Regions from separate parts of the Gossypium hirsutum genome. Here region 1 is linked to region 2. A link is a contact called in public Hi-C data. All regions are on one chromosome and are shown on one strand. The core of a region is the stretch at or near the end of the contact, and the rest is flanking DNA. Distances in the headings are between cores, read along the strand shown.

What was found. A called contact is a pair of places that touch in the nucleus more often than the background predicts.
Region 1: a contact with region 2 is called in a Hi-C map of leaf, with 2.6 times the contacts expected there. The contact joins the promoter of LOC121211139 here to the enhancer-like site in region 2. A contact is called at or near these places in 4 of 34 Hi-C or Micro-C datasets (callus and leaf).

The regions. Positions count from the first base shown.
Region 1 is chrA12:103,788,709-103,795,111 of Gossypium_hirsutum_v2.1, reverse strand. It overlaps LOC121211139 (acid beta-fructofuranosidase), which reads left to right and starts at 1,368. Exons shown (of 7, transcript XM_041083494.1): 1 at 1,368-1,954; 2 at 2,417-2,425; 3 at 3,346-4,202; 4 at 4,288-4,449; 5 at 4,542-4,777; 6 at 4,852-4,939; 7 at 5,039-5,339. The coding sequence starts at 1,564. The coding sequence ends at 5,245.
Region 2 is chrA12:103,758,812-103,764,977 of Gossypium_hirsutum_v2.1, reverse strand. It overlaps the pseudogene LOC121203525. Among protein-coding and RNA genes, the nearest start is that of LOC121211651, 18 kb to the left of the region's middle. Within about 2 kb of position 4,742, at least 4 of the 9 cell types and tissues checked have an H3K27ac peak or open chromatin away from gene starts, as enhancers often do. A contact at or near this core is called in leaf, where this site is marked.

The DNA of each region.
Region 1 (6,403 bases), core at 119-2,618, 34 kb before region 2:
TTAATTTGAATGTAACATTGAAAATAGACAAAAGGGAGCAGAATAATCAATTATCTTTTGCATGTGGATAGGAGCTCCACATGATCCAATAATTTATGTGTTGCCATTAATTGGTTTTCTTTAAAAAGAAAAAAAAAACTGGTGGCTGTGGATGGACCATTTCTTTTCAAACCCTAATCAGCACTTACTCATTCATCCTGGTTTTTAACTGAATAATTGCCGGACCTACGTGCACTCAAGTTTTTTCTTGTAATAAAAGCTAAACATATACCTAACAAATACTCACAGTCTTCTCCTTCAGTTGTATTCCTCTTTCTTTGACTGCCTATTCTTTACTGATAAATCACTGCTAAAATTTAATTTCTTTTCGCAAGTTTTATAGAAATAAAATGAAGTGTTAAATGAGCCTTGCTGTCATTATTAAGTAGCCAGATAAAAAGTTCCATAAAAATCATTGTTTTCTACATAATTAATATACTTCCATAACTGCGAATAAGCAATTATTTGTATAAAGCCAATATTTTGTAATTTTCCCACCCCCACCAAACCCGCTGCTAATATACAACTAAAACTAAATGTATGGTCTGTGAAAGCAAATGATACACCTCTTACCCTCTGAATACAACATACACGAGACTTGTCCAACTTCTGTCTTGTCTGCGGTTATTCAATGGATAACATGATTGAAACCCCTATGCTTTTTTTTTTTTTACTGTAATAACAGCTAATACATGTGGCAGTGGCAGTGGCACTTCCCTAGTTTACCACAAATCAAGTAGAATGTGTATGACAAATTATTTTGTTATGCTTTTAGATTTCATTGCAAGTGTTAGATCTAAAATTTCATTTCAAATAAACTAGGTTTAGTTTACTCTATGTATTAAATTTTATCGTCTCGAAGTCGTTAAAGCAATTTAAGAGACTTTTTTTGGTGACTTAAATTCTGTTTTAATTAAAAAATTCATCAGCTTTTAAAAAGGATAAAATATAGGAATATCTTAATATATCTCTCGAAAAAATAATTTAATTATAGATAGTCTTGTTAAATTGGTGTGAGATAAAAAATCAGGTTTAAACCTATATGAAAACTCTCCTTTAAAAAAAGCTAGTTTCATTTAGTATTATGAACTTTATTTTTTTTTAAAAGAATTCATATTAATTTTTGTTTCTTTGCATATAAGAGGGTAACTTTATAATATTTTAATTAAATTATTGTTTAATTTATTCATGATATTAACTTAATTAAAATTTTAATATAAATATAAATAAAATAATATTTTAATAATATCTCAACCCAGTTGTTCTCTAATTAACTTCCTGAAAAATAAAAATAAAAGGTATAATGTAAGTACAGATATAGATGAGGTAAAATTAGTGTTGGTTTTGGTCACTTTCTTTGCCCCCGTCAAATGTCAATCCTGGAAACCGCCCAACTTATTGGCCAAGCGAAGCACAGCCCTTATATAATAGTCAGACGCCAACTCTTCAAACATACTCAGCCATCGCTCATCTCTTTCTAACTCACATTTTTTCCATCTCCATTTTTTAACCAAGTTATCCACAATGGTGGATACAAGACCATTCCTTCCGGTTTCTAGCCATGCCGGCTCCGATCCAACGGGGCCTTCGGAAAATCGCCGGAAACCCATGAAATTGCAGCTTTCAATCTTTTTTGTGTTGTTGACGGTCGGATTTTTTGCGGCTTTGTTGACAAGTAACAATGGATCAGATAATGGTTTCGTCAAAGAAAACGAACATGGCTCATTGGCTTCGCCCTCCTCCGAGAAACAGTTGCGGCCGGTGTCACGTGGGCCGGCAGTCGGAGTGTCAGAGAAATCGAACAGGCTTTTTGCCAAAGATAACGAGAATCAGCTGGCGTATCCATGGAATAATAGCATGCTGTCATGGCAAAGAACAGCTTTTCACTTTCAACCTGAAAAGAATTGGATGAATGGTAAGAGAAAAAAGAGGTTCCTTTTCCCACTTCCTTTGAAATTATTTAAAAAGTTCCCCTACTTTTTTAATATTATACTAGATAAAAAAGTTTATTAATAATTTCCACTGTAATTCAATCATATTATCAATGGTCGAAAGCTGAAAAGATGTGGGAGAAGAACATGAAATACATACTTAGTTGAATCTTAACAATTTTTTTTTCTTTATAAAAACACCATGAAAATGAAGTAGCACATACTTGATGATTAATTTCGGGTGGATTCAAATTTCCAACAGTTCCTTATTTCATGGAAGAAAATGACGAGTGATTAGATCTGGGTTTTTCTTTTTCTTCTTACATATGTTGTTTTTTTATTATTGTTACATATCTCTGACATTTTGGGTTTTTTTTGTTTGTTTGGCTGGGTGCTTGTTCATACGTTATTGCTCTGACATGGGAATCTGGTTCGTTCTGCTTCAGATCCTAATGGTAAGGCCCTGTATAATTTTGTATACCCAAGCCTGTATAAAAGTGAAACCTTTACGACCTCTTATTTTTTTGAGGTTAAAAAGGAAGAGGGTTTTTTTTTTGGGGGGGGGGGGGAGGGGGCAAGACGCAATCCACAAAACGACTTTTTGCCCCCCTTGATTAACTGCAGTATCTGATTGAATAGACAACTAATTGAAAACTAAATATTCCCTAATTAGAATTAGATTCCATAATATACTCAATAATTCCTAGTTTGTTAAAAAGTTGGAGCCCACCATTGCTATTAATTTTATATTTTTTCATCTATTACATTCATTATTATTTAACCATACACTGTTATGAAAGTACATATCATTGAAATTTTATTCAATTATTTTTAAAATAGAACTGATTAAATTAAATTAGACATTATTTTTTTTCCCTCTTTTAACGTAGACAGCTCGTGAAATGAGGAAAATTGATTGTTTTGGTATTTTCTTTCATTCATTTGTCAAATCCAACCTGAAATTTCTAGCATTATGAACTTGGGCTGTAAATCTGTAACGTGCACATGATTAACTGTTCAATTATAGCTTTTTTTTTTTAAATAAAGAAAGAGCACGTGACTGACTGGCTTAAAAGTTGCTATTAAAATGATAGAAAAGTAAGAACTTGAATGTTTGTAAAAGCTCGATAGGCATAATTGGCAGGGCAGAAAACCGAGGTTGCTTGTCCACATATTACAGCATAGGCATAATTGGCTTTTGACAACTAAGATTCATGTATTTGAATGCATGAACAACGAAAATGTAATGGTAATTACTTCTATATGATTTGAAGTAATTTCATGGCAATCAGTTCCATAAAAAATGTCAGAATTCTTTTTTTAAACGACATGTTTTGTTTATGATTGGCTGAATTTGGGCTGTTAATCGTTACAGGTCCATTGTTCTACAAGGGATGGTATCATTTCTTCTACCAGTACAATCCCCATGCTGCTGTGTGGGGTGACATAGTTTGGGGTCATGCGGTATCCAAGGACTTGATCCATTGGCTTCACCTCCCACTGGCAATGGTTGCTGACCAGTGGTACGATAAAAATGGCGTCTGGACCGGTTCCGCCACGATCCTCCCTGACGGCAAAGTTGTTATGCTATATACTGGATCCACCACCGAGAATGTTCAAGTTCAAAACCTTGCTTATCCTGCTGACCACTCTGACCCTCTTCTTATCAACTGGGTCAAGTATTCTGGGAACCCTGTTTTAGTTCCTCCTCCGGGCATCCTTGACAAGGATTTCCGCGACCCTACTACCGCCTGGTTGACCTCCGAAGGGAAATGGCGCATTACCATAGGGTCCAAGATCAATAAAACCGGCATAGCTTTGGTGTATGATACTAAGGACTTCATAAACTATGAGTTATTAGATGGGATACTTCATGCTGTGCCCGGAACTGGCATGTGGGAGTGTGTGGACTTCTTCCCTGTTTCAAAAACGGAGGAAAATGGCTTGGACACTTCGGTTAATGGACCGAGTGTGAAGCATGTCGTGAAGGCAAGCCTGGATGATGACAGACATGATTACTATTCTATTGGGACTTATCATGAGAAGAATGGTACATGGATTCCTGATGAACCTAAGATTGATGTTGGCATTGGACTAAGGTATGATTATGGTATATACTATGCTGCCAAGACTTTCTACGATCAGAACAAAAACAGAAGAGTTTTGTGGGGATGGATTGGAGAATCCGATAGCGAAGCTGCTGATATGCAGAAAGGATGGGCATCTGTTCAGGTATCCACCATAAGCATAAACTAGAAAACCGCATTTCTTCAGTTCCTTCAACCGTTTAACTTGTTTCTAATGTGCTGTCTTACAGAGCATCCCGAGGACGATTTTGTTTGACAAGAAGACTGGTACTCATTTGCTTCAGTGGCCAGTGGAAGAAATAGAAAGTTTGAGGTTGAAGAGTTACGAATTTAACCAGGTGAAAGTCCAGGCCGGATCTGTTGTTCCTCTAGATGTTGGTCCAGCCACACAGGTTCGTCTTTTTGTCATGTATTTATGTGTATAACCGATACTTTCTCGACCGAGATCCTGTTAGTTGACAAGAAGATTCTGGTCATGTTACAGTTGGATATCATAGCGGAGTTTGAGATAGATAACGAGGCGTTAGAGAAAACAACAGGGTCCAATGTAACATTCAGCTGCAGCAGCAGCGGTGGAACTGTAGAACGTGGGGCATTGGGACCATTTGGTCTGTTGGTGCTTGCGGATGACAGCCTCAGTGAACAGACACCTGTATACTTCTACATCGCCAAAGGATCCGATGGCAAACTCAAGACTTTCTTCTGCAATGATCAATCTCGGTATGCATAAACCCTAAGCTGTTCTTCACTTACCAGATGTCTCGGCCTTGAACTTACCATGTTGCATTTTTCAGATCATCTGTAGCATCTGATGTTAATAAACAAATTTATGGGAACTTGGTTCCAGTACTGGAGGGCGAAAAATTATCCCTCAGAGTCTTGGTGAGTTTAAACCATGCTCTCCTATTACTACATGTATAAAATGCATCACTATCTATGAGAATAATCAATAAAACATGAAAATGGTATTTTGGTTTGCAGGTGGATCATTCGATCGTTGAAAGCTTTGCTCAAGGTGGAAGGACAGTCATCACATCTCGGGTTTATCCGACGAAAGCAATCTATGGAGCTGCTAAGCTGTTCTTATTCAACAATGCTACTGAGGCCAGTGTCAGTGCCTCACTTAGGATCTGGCAAATGAACTCTGCTTTCATTCGACCTTATCCAAACGATAAGGAGTCCCAATAGGACCGAATAGAAGTTAATCCAAAAGTCACCATTGATTAATTAATTATTGTACCTCCTGCTATTCAAAGGAAAATGAAGTTTCTTGTTTTTTGTACTAGTTATTCTTTTCGGCTTTTTAGTAGGCCAATAAAAATTTTATTAGAAATCGAAGAGTTAAACCGAGTACTTCAGAGGAGCAAGAACCCCTTTAGTAGAGAGACAACTGCGAAAAGGGAGGATGGATAGAGCTGGGAGTCACCAAAGTCTATATTAAAAGATATATTTGCAATATGTCTTAACATATTTGATCATGGCACAAACAAGATAAAAAAAATTAAATTAGGTATAAAATATTAAATAACATTTAAAAAAAAAAAAAGAAGAAGCACGAACAGGTCTAAATATATGTCCGATTTGTGTAGGGTGACCATACATACATGTCATGTAAGCCTAGCCTGCAAAGCATCCAAGTATATGGAGCCTTGATTGGGCTGAGAATTGAGAGCCATTTATGTGGGAGATCCAGCCCATGGCCTTATTCTGGGTCCATTTATAGCAGGTACTCACTCCCCTGGAAGATAATGTACCATTCTAAACATTGGTGGACGAAGTTGAGAAATGGCTCTCCAAACCTGAATGAATCCGATGCTAATTGGGAAGTCTAGCTTCGATACAATTTTAACAGCGCATATGCCAAAATCCCTCGGGTCACCATATTCGCTGGGAAATCTGGATCCAACGGTTTTTGGCAGATTCGAATAATATAAAGGCTAGAGTGTTGTTAAACACAATTTTATGCCCTCTCTGCAACGCCGAGGATAGTCCCTTTAACACCTATTTGGGGAAGAGAGCAAGAACGGGTTCTATAAAACTCAATGCAGATTGATCATCTATGGGTAATTCGGACGAGCGGGAGCAGAGCAATCATTGAGGACCATGAAGTAAATTGGATCATCGGGTTATATACACACATTTCTAGTGTGATAAGCTGAACTTTGGACATTTTGACATGGACTTGAATTTGTTCGTTGTTTACGTAATACCAACAACAATTGAATTTTCTCAGAGAAGCCATTGAACTAGCATAAAATGCAAAAGTAAGTTCGTGCAGAAAACAAAGAAGAAAGGAATAGAAAAACATGTCTAGTTCTATTATTGATAGGGAGCAATCTTTTCCTT
Region 2 (6,166 bases), core at 3,493-5,992:
CGAAACTTTAAAATTTCTTAACGAAACTTTAATACTAACTTATTAACACTCCATAAATATTTATAAAAATATTTATGGCTCGTTTTAAAATTTTCAAACTCTCGATATCTAATTTCCGATACTAATTTTTAAAATTTTTATTTTTAGTACACTATTCGCTATTTCAAAAATTTTCCTAACTTCACACTTAACTTATATTCACTAAATTATTAATATTTTCTACTCATTTGTCAGATTTAGTGATCTCAAATCACTATTCCGACACCACTAAAAATTTAGGCTATTACAACATATGTATTTATACTTATCACACACTTGTCACATAAGGCTTATTTGCTAATTTAGTCCCTTCAATTTTCTTTATTCTATAATTAAACTTTTACCCTATATTCAATCTAGTCCTTTCACTAAATTAGCCTTAATTCAAGTTAATTCACTTAACCAAACTCTAATAAACTACACTACTGACTTAGTAAATATTTCTAATAAATATTTACGAATTCATTTTGAGGAAATAATGACCCGAAAATTTAAATTTTCGATACCCGTAAATTTTGGGTCGTTACATAACATACATAATTTCTCATAAATAAGTACATTATTCAACTGATCAATCCTTTTTTCATCATATCACATTTCAATTATGAACTTTAACTTTTCATTTGTATAATAACAGACATAAGCATATACATCAATCATAATCTTAGGCTTGACATAGGCCTAATCACCATCATCAATACACAAGTTAATGCATTTATGTATATAACTTATTTGGGGTCAACCAGATGATAAACTATTTTATAAGAAATTACACCTTTTGAATCTTACCACCTTTTCATGAACATAAGCATATTTCTATTTAACCAATTACCATTTCAAGTATATCTAATATTAAACATGTATAATGCAACAAAAAACTTAGCACAAACCTAAGCATTATCCACAATCTCAACTGATGAATTCATTTATGTTCAGATCAATATTCAATAAATAATAAATCTTTCAAATTCATTAAACAAATTACCTTACTGAGATTTTTCATACGAAGAACGGCTTACGGGTAAGAGTACATCGTCAACAGAAGCTCATAAGAGTTGGTCCTCCCGAACACGCCAACAGAAGCTCAATATAGCTGAACAGAAGCTCGTAAGAGTTGAACAGAAGCTCGTAAGGGCTGATCCACCCAAATCACGCAAAACAGAAAGTATAATGCGAGAGTTTGCAACTTACTTGGGTAATATGCCGATATCTCCCTCCAATACCATCTCCACTCCAAACCCCCATAATACACCAAAACACGAATGTGCTCTAATCTCGCATTCAATCCAAATCGAGAATCAAGATTAATAATATATAAAAATTTACTATTCATTATCCAAAATTAAAAATAAATATATAAATTTTTCAATGATAATCTACTCAATAATTCATTTTGATATTAAATTCTAAACTGTACAAACTTACCTGTCTAAATTGTAGAAATTTCAAAGTACAAGGCATTTTGATAATTTTTCATTCTCGATTTTCCACTCGACCTTAATCTAAATTAATAATTTCATTCAATCTATTAATTTAGAAAATAAAACAATTTATTTTATGGAAATTAGTTTTTAAATTTTTACAAAATTGCCCCTAATATTTTACTTTTATTCAATTTAGTCCCTAAGCCTAAAACATGCAAATTAACCATTTTTAACGCAAAGTCATGCTAGCCGAATATTCATGAAATTCATTACAGCCCATTTTTGCAATAATTTCACAACAATCCCTTGTATTTTTTTACTATTTCAACAATTTAGTCCCTAATAAAAAATTCATCAAAAATCCCTTAATAAAATATTTTTAAATACCAACTAACATTTCAAATTCATAATTTAACATAAAAAATCACTAGATTCATTAATGGAAACATACAAAATCTTTAATAGTTTCAAAATCAAGGTACGGGTTAACTGGACCTAATTGCAACGATCTCAAAACATAAAAATTAAAAAAAGGAGGAAAAATTTACTTACCAAATCATTAAACCAAAGTTGGCCAAATATTAATCCCTAACTATAGTTTCATTCTTCATCAATTTCGGTGGAAAAAAAAAGGTTAAAGAAGATGCCACGTTTTATTTGTTTTACTTTTATTTTAATTATTAAATTATTAATTTAACCTTTGTTATGATATTACAATCCACTCATTTAATGTACAACTTTGTCCATTATTTTTAATAATGTTCTAATTTCCAACTAAGTCCATTTTTCTTATTCAATAAACCATTTAGTCACTCAAATCAAATACTAATTAAATTTTACATCTTTTACGATTTAGTCCTTTTTAATTAATTAACTATCGAAACGTTAAAAATTTTCAATGAAACTTTAATACCACCTTAATGACACTCTGTAAATATTCATAAAAATATTTACAGCTCGGTTTATAGAAATGAGGTCCCGATACCTCACTTTCTAAAACCATTTAATATTAAGGTCTTACCACTTGAACCTAATAAATCATTATAAAACATAAATTACCAAATCAAAAACCTTTTTAAAACCATATTTGACTTGTAAATATTAGATAATAATATTTACGAACTTACTCGCTGGATTTGGTGGTCTTAAAATCACTGTTTCCTACACCACTGAAAAATAAACTGTTATATGTGACGCCCTAAATTTATCTTCTAATAATAATTTCCTAATATGAAAGTCAGGAAACTCAAAAATAATAAGTTTAACATCATTAATCGAGCCTGATTTAGAAAACCAATATGCTACCATATAACCCTCTCTTGGAACAAATTGGAACTTAACTTAATGTCATCATCTACTAAGGTCATTAATCCTTCATATAAGGGTCATCGAAAGAGTATCCACAAAACTTTTCAGTATCATCTCAACAACATCCATGCAGTCACTTTCAACAATAATCTTACTATAATTCCTTAATCGAGTCACTTTTAGTCCGCTTAAAATAGCCCATAACTCAGACTTAAGGGTAGAGCCCCTCTCAATACATTTCTTGAAACCTTCCATCTAGTTCCCCGCCGAGTCTTGCACCATTCCACCAACCATCAACCAATGTCCATTCACGTTTGAAGACCCATCAGCATTGATCTTAACCCTTTTAGGACTCATCGGACACCATCTTACCCTCACACCTTGAATCACTCCCAATGTCCTTGAATTCATTTTTGACTCGCGGATATTAGAAACAACGCAACCTACCCTACAAACAATCTCTTCAGGCCTATTTTCTATTTGCTGAAATATAAAATTATTCCTATTTTTCCACGACAACCAACACAAGACAACAAACATTTTCTCATAAGCATCATTACCACCAAAATCACCGGTGAAAATGATTACTACCCAATTCAAAAGATTTAAACTAAATAAGTGAGACAAAGAATTTGGGGTACCACTATTTCCCATACCTTAGCTGCAACAGTTTGTGTTATTTATTAACTAGACAATAACTTAATATTAGTATGAGGGTATTATCATCTATACAATGAAATTAAATCGAAAAAACCCACATGAAAGAACTTAAGTGTAATTCAATATTGACCTATATTTTTATAAATATAATTTTTACATTAATTTTTTCCACATATAATTGTAGGTCAGCTATAATTTAGTAACAATTATGCTAATAACTTTTTTTTTATATAGAAATCAGTGGCTGCTCCTTTATGTATTTTCTCAACTCTTTTGCATCACAAATCTATTTTTTATATTTGTTGGGATGAAATTGAACCTAAACAACATTAAAGGTGTGTTTACTGTTATTTAAAAAAAACATTTTTTTAATTTATTTCAAATTTGTAGTATTAGATTTTTGAATTTGTAATATGATTAAGTATCTAAAATATAATTTCTACATTCAAATTACTTAAAAACATGTTTTATATATGAAAATATTAATATTGAGTTATAATAAATTATTTTATATTTTTATTGAAATATCATAATAATAATAAAATATAAATACATTTTTTTTACTTTATAACATAATATTTAAAATATGATATTATAAATTTTCTCTATATTGATAAATTTCCCTAAATAATGACAAACAAATTTATTATTATTACTTTTTTGGAGTTAGTTGGAGAAATGACAATGAAAATTTATCCCTTTGCATGCAAAACCCTGACAATATCTATGATGTAGAATGGATACAAGAAACGACCAAAAAGTCTCATTGTCATCTTCTTAAATGATAATCCTCATCACATCTAAAAGAAGATCCTTCTATATTAAAAAAACAGCAAGTATTGATTTTTACTTGGGTAAATTATCTCTAAATATAAGATTTTATTATGGAGTTAATACCTATTTTAATCTTACTTTTTTAAAAATGTAATTGGTAAAAGAGAAAACAACAACAGTCACCTGTCAATCACTCTTTCTTAGTAACCAACTCTTCTTTTTCGTATTTGGCATCTCGAGGAGTAACTGTTAAATTATAATACCATTCTTTGGTCATCTTTTCTTTCAATTGGTTGCTTTGTTAATGAAAATTTATAAAAGTAACATGTGGCAATACATGAGATTAAACTATTACTACAAGTATAAACCTAAAATTAGAATATTATCAAATTAGAGAAGGTAGCTTAGCAGCAGCAATAGCTGCTGCAATTTATAACCAAAAAGAAAGACAAAGGGCATTGATTTCATGGCGGGGGGTCCACATGCGAGATCATGTGCTAGCAATCATGTGGACACTTTCACAGGATCCTAACGTTACAACTCTTCCCCCATGGTGTTGAGCATGATGCTTTGTACAAAACCAAACCCCTCTCCTCACACACATTGGTCACTTTTTGTGTATTTGTGAACTGCAACTGTCTGTCACCCTCTCTTTCTCTCTCCTACAGCAAAATTCTACATTTTTTTTCTCTCTCTCTTCCTCTTATGAATGATGACCGATGACTGGTGACTGACAATATGTATTGGCCTTTCACTGATTCATCATAATCCTTCATACTGTTGTTCTTTTCCCTACTAAACCAACATCTTATAGTTGTTTCTATCTTTAGAGAATCTAGACCTGCTTTCTTCTTCTTCTCTATCTTTTTCCTATCAGATCATGTAAAGCTTAGTAAAGTTATAGCTGAGTTTTCCCTTTAAAAATTTTGTAATACAAACCAAAAAGATTCTTTTTTTTCTTTGAAAAATGGCTTTGAGTAAGTTCTTGGGTCTGTTTCATATCAACATTGCTCTGCTTTCCAGCTCCTATTTTCTTGCAGATCCGTTTGTCTTCTATGATTTTGAGGTCTCTTACATCACTGCTTCACCTTTGGGTGTCCCTCAACAGGTATGCTCTTTTTAGTACTTCTTTTTCTTCTGTTTGTACATTTATTGCTGCTATCAACTTCATCTTGTAACTATTTTCTCTACCTTTTTTTTTTCATGTGGTTCTGCTGAACTTTCATGACTCAGAAAGTGATTGCTTTTATATTACTTAAAGTTTCAATTTTTAACTTCAGATCTACAATAAAATGTAGCTCTTTTTTACTTGCTCGGTGTTTGGGATTTAAGTGAGCTTTGGAGTAATGTTGTTTGAGCTATTTGAGTTCTATAATGGTTTCTGAATCTGCATTACTTTGTAGGTTTTTGCTAGAAATAACAAGTTTCCTAGCCCAACTATCAATTCAACTACTAACAACAACGTCGTCATCAATGTTCGAAAAAAATTGGACGAAAGTTTACTCCTACATTGGTGGGATCTTTACTTTGCCATAATCTTTGTTAAGTAAAACCAAAGTGCAAACATAGATAGAGTAACTGACTGTTTGGTTTTCAGGTTTGGGATTCAACAGAGGCGTAGTTCATGGCAAGATGGGTTACCAGGCACGGCAAGATGGGTTACCAGGCACTAATTGTCCTATTCCTCCAAAGTGGAACTGGATTTACCAGTTTCAAGTTAATGACCAAATTGGGAGTTTCTTCTACTTCCCATCACTGTACTTCCAGCGTGCGGCTAGTGGTTTTGGAGGCTTTATCATAAACAATAGAGATATTATCCCTATTCCTTTTGGCTTCCCTAATGGAGACATTACAATTTTGATTGGTGATTGGTACACTCGCAACCACACAGTTAGAACTTTGTTGAGTTACAGGATTTATGGCCATGTTTTACTTTTCAGGGTAGTATATATAATGTGTTC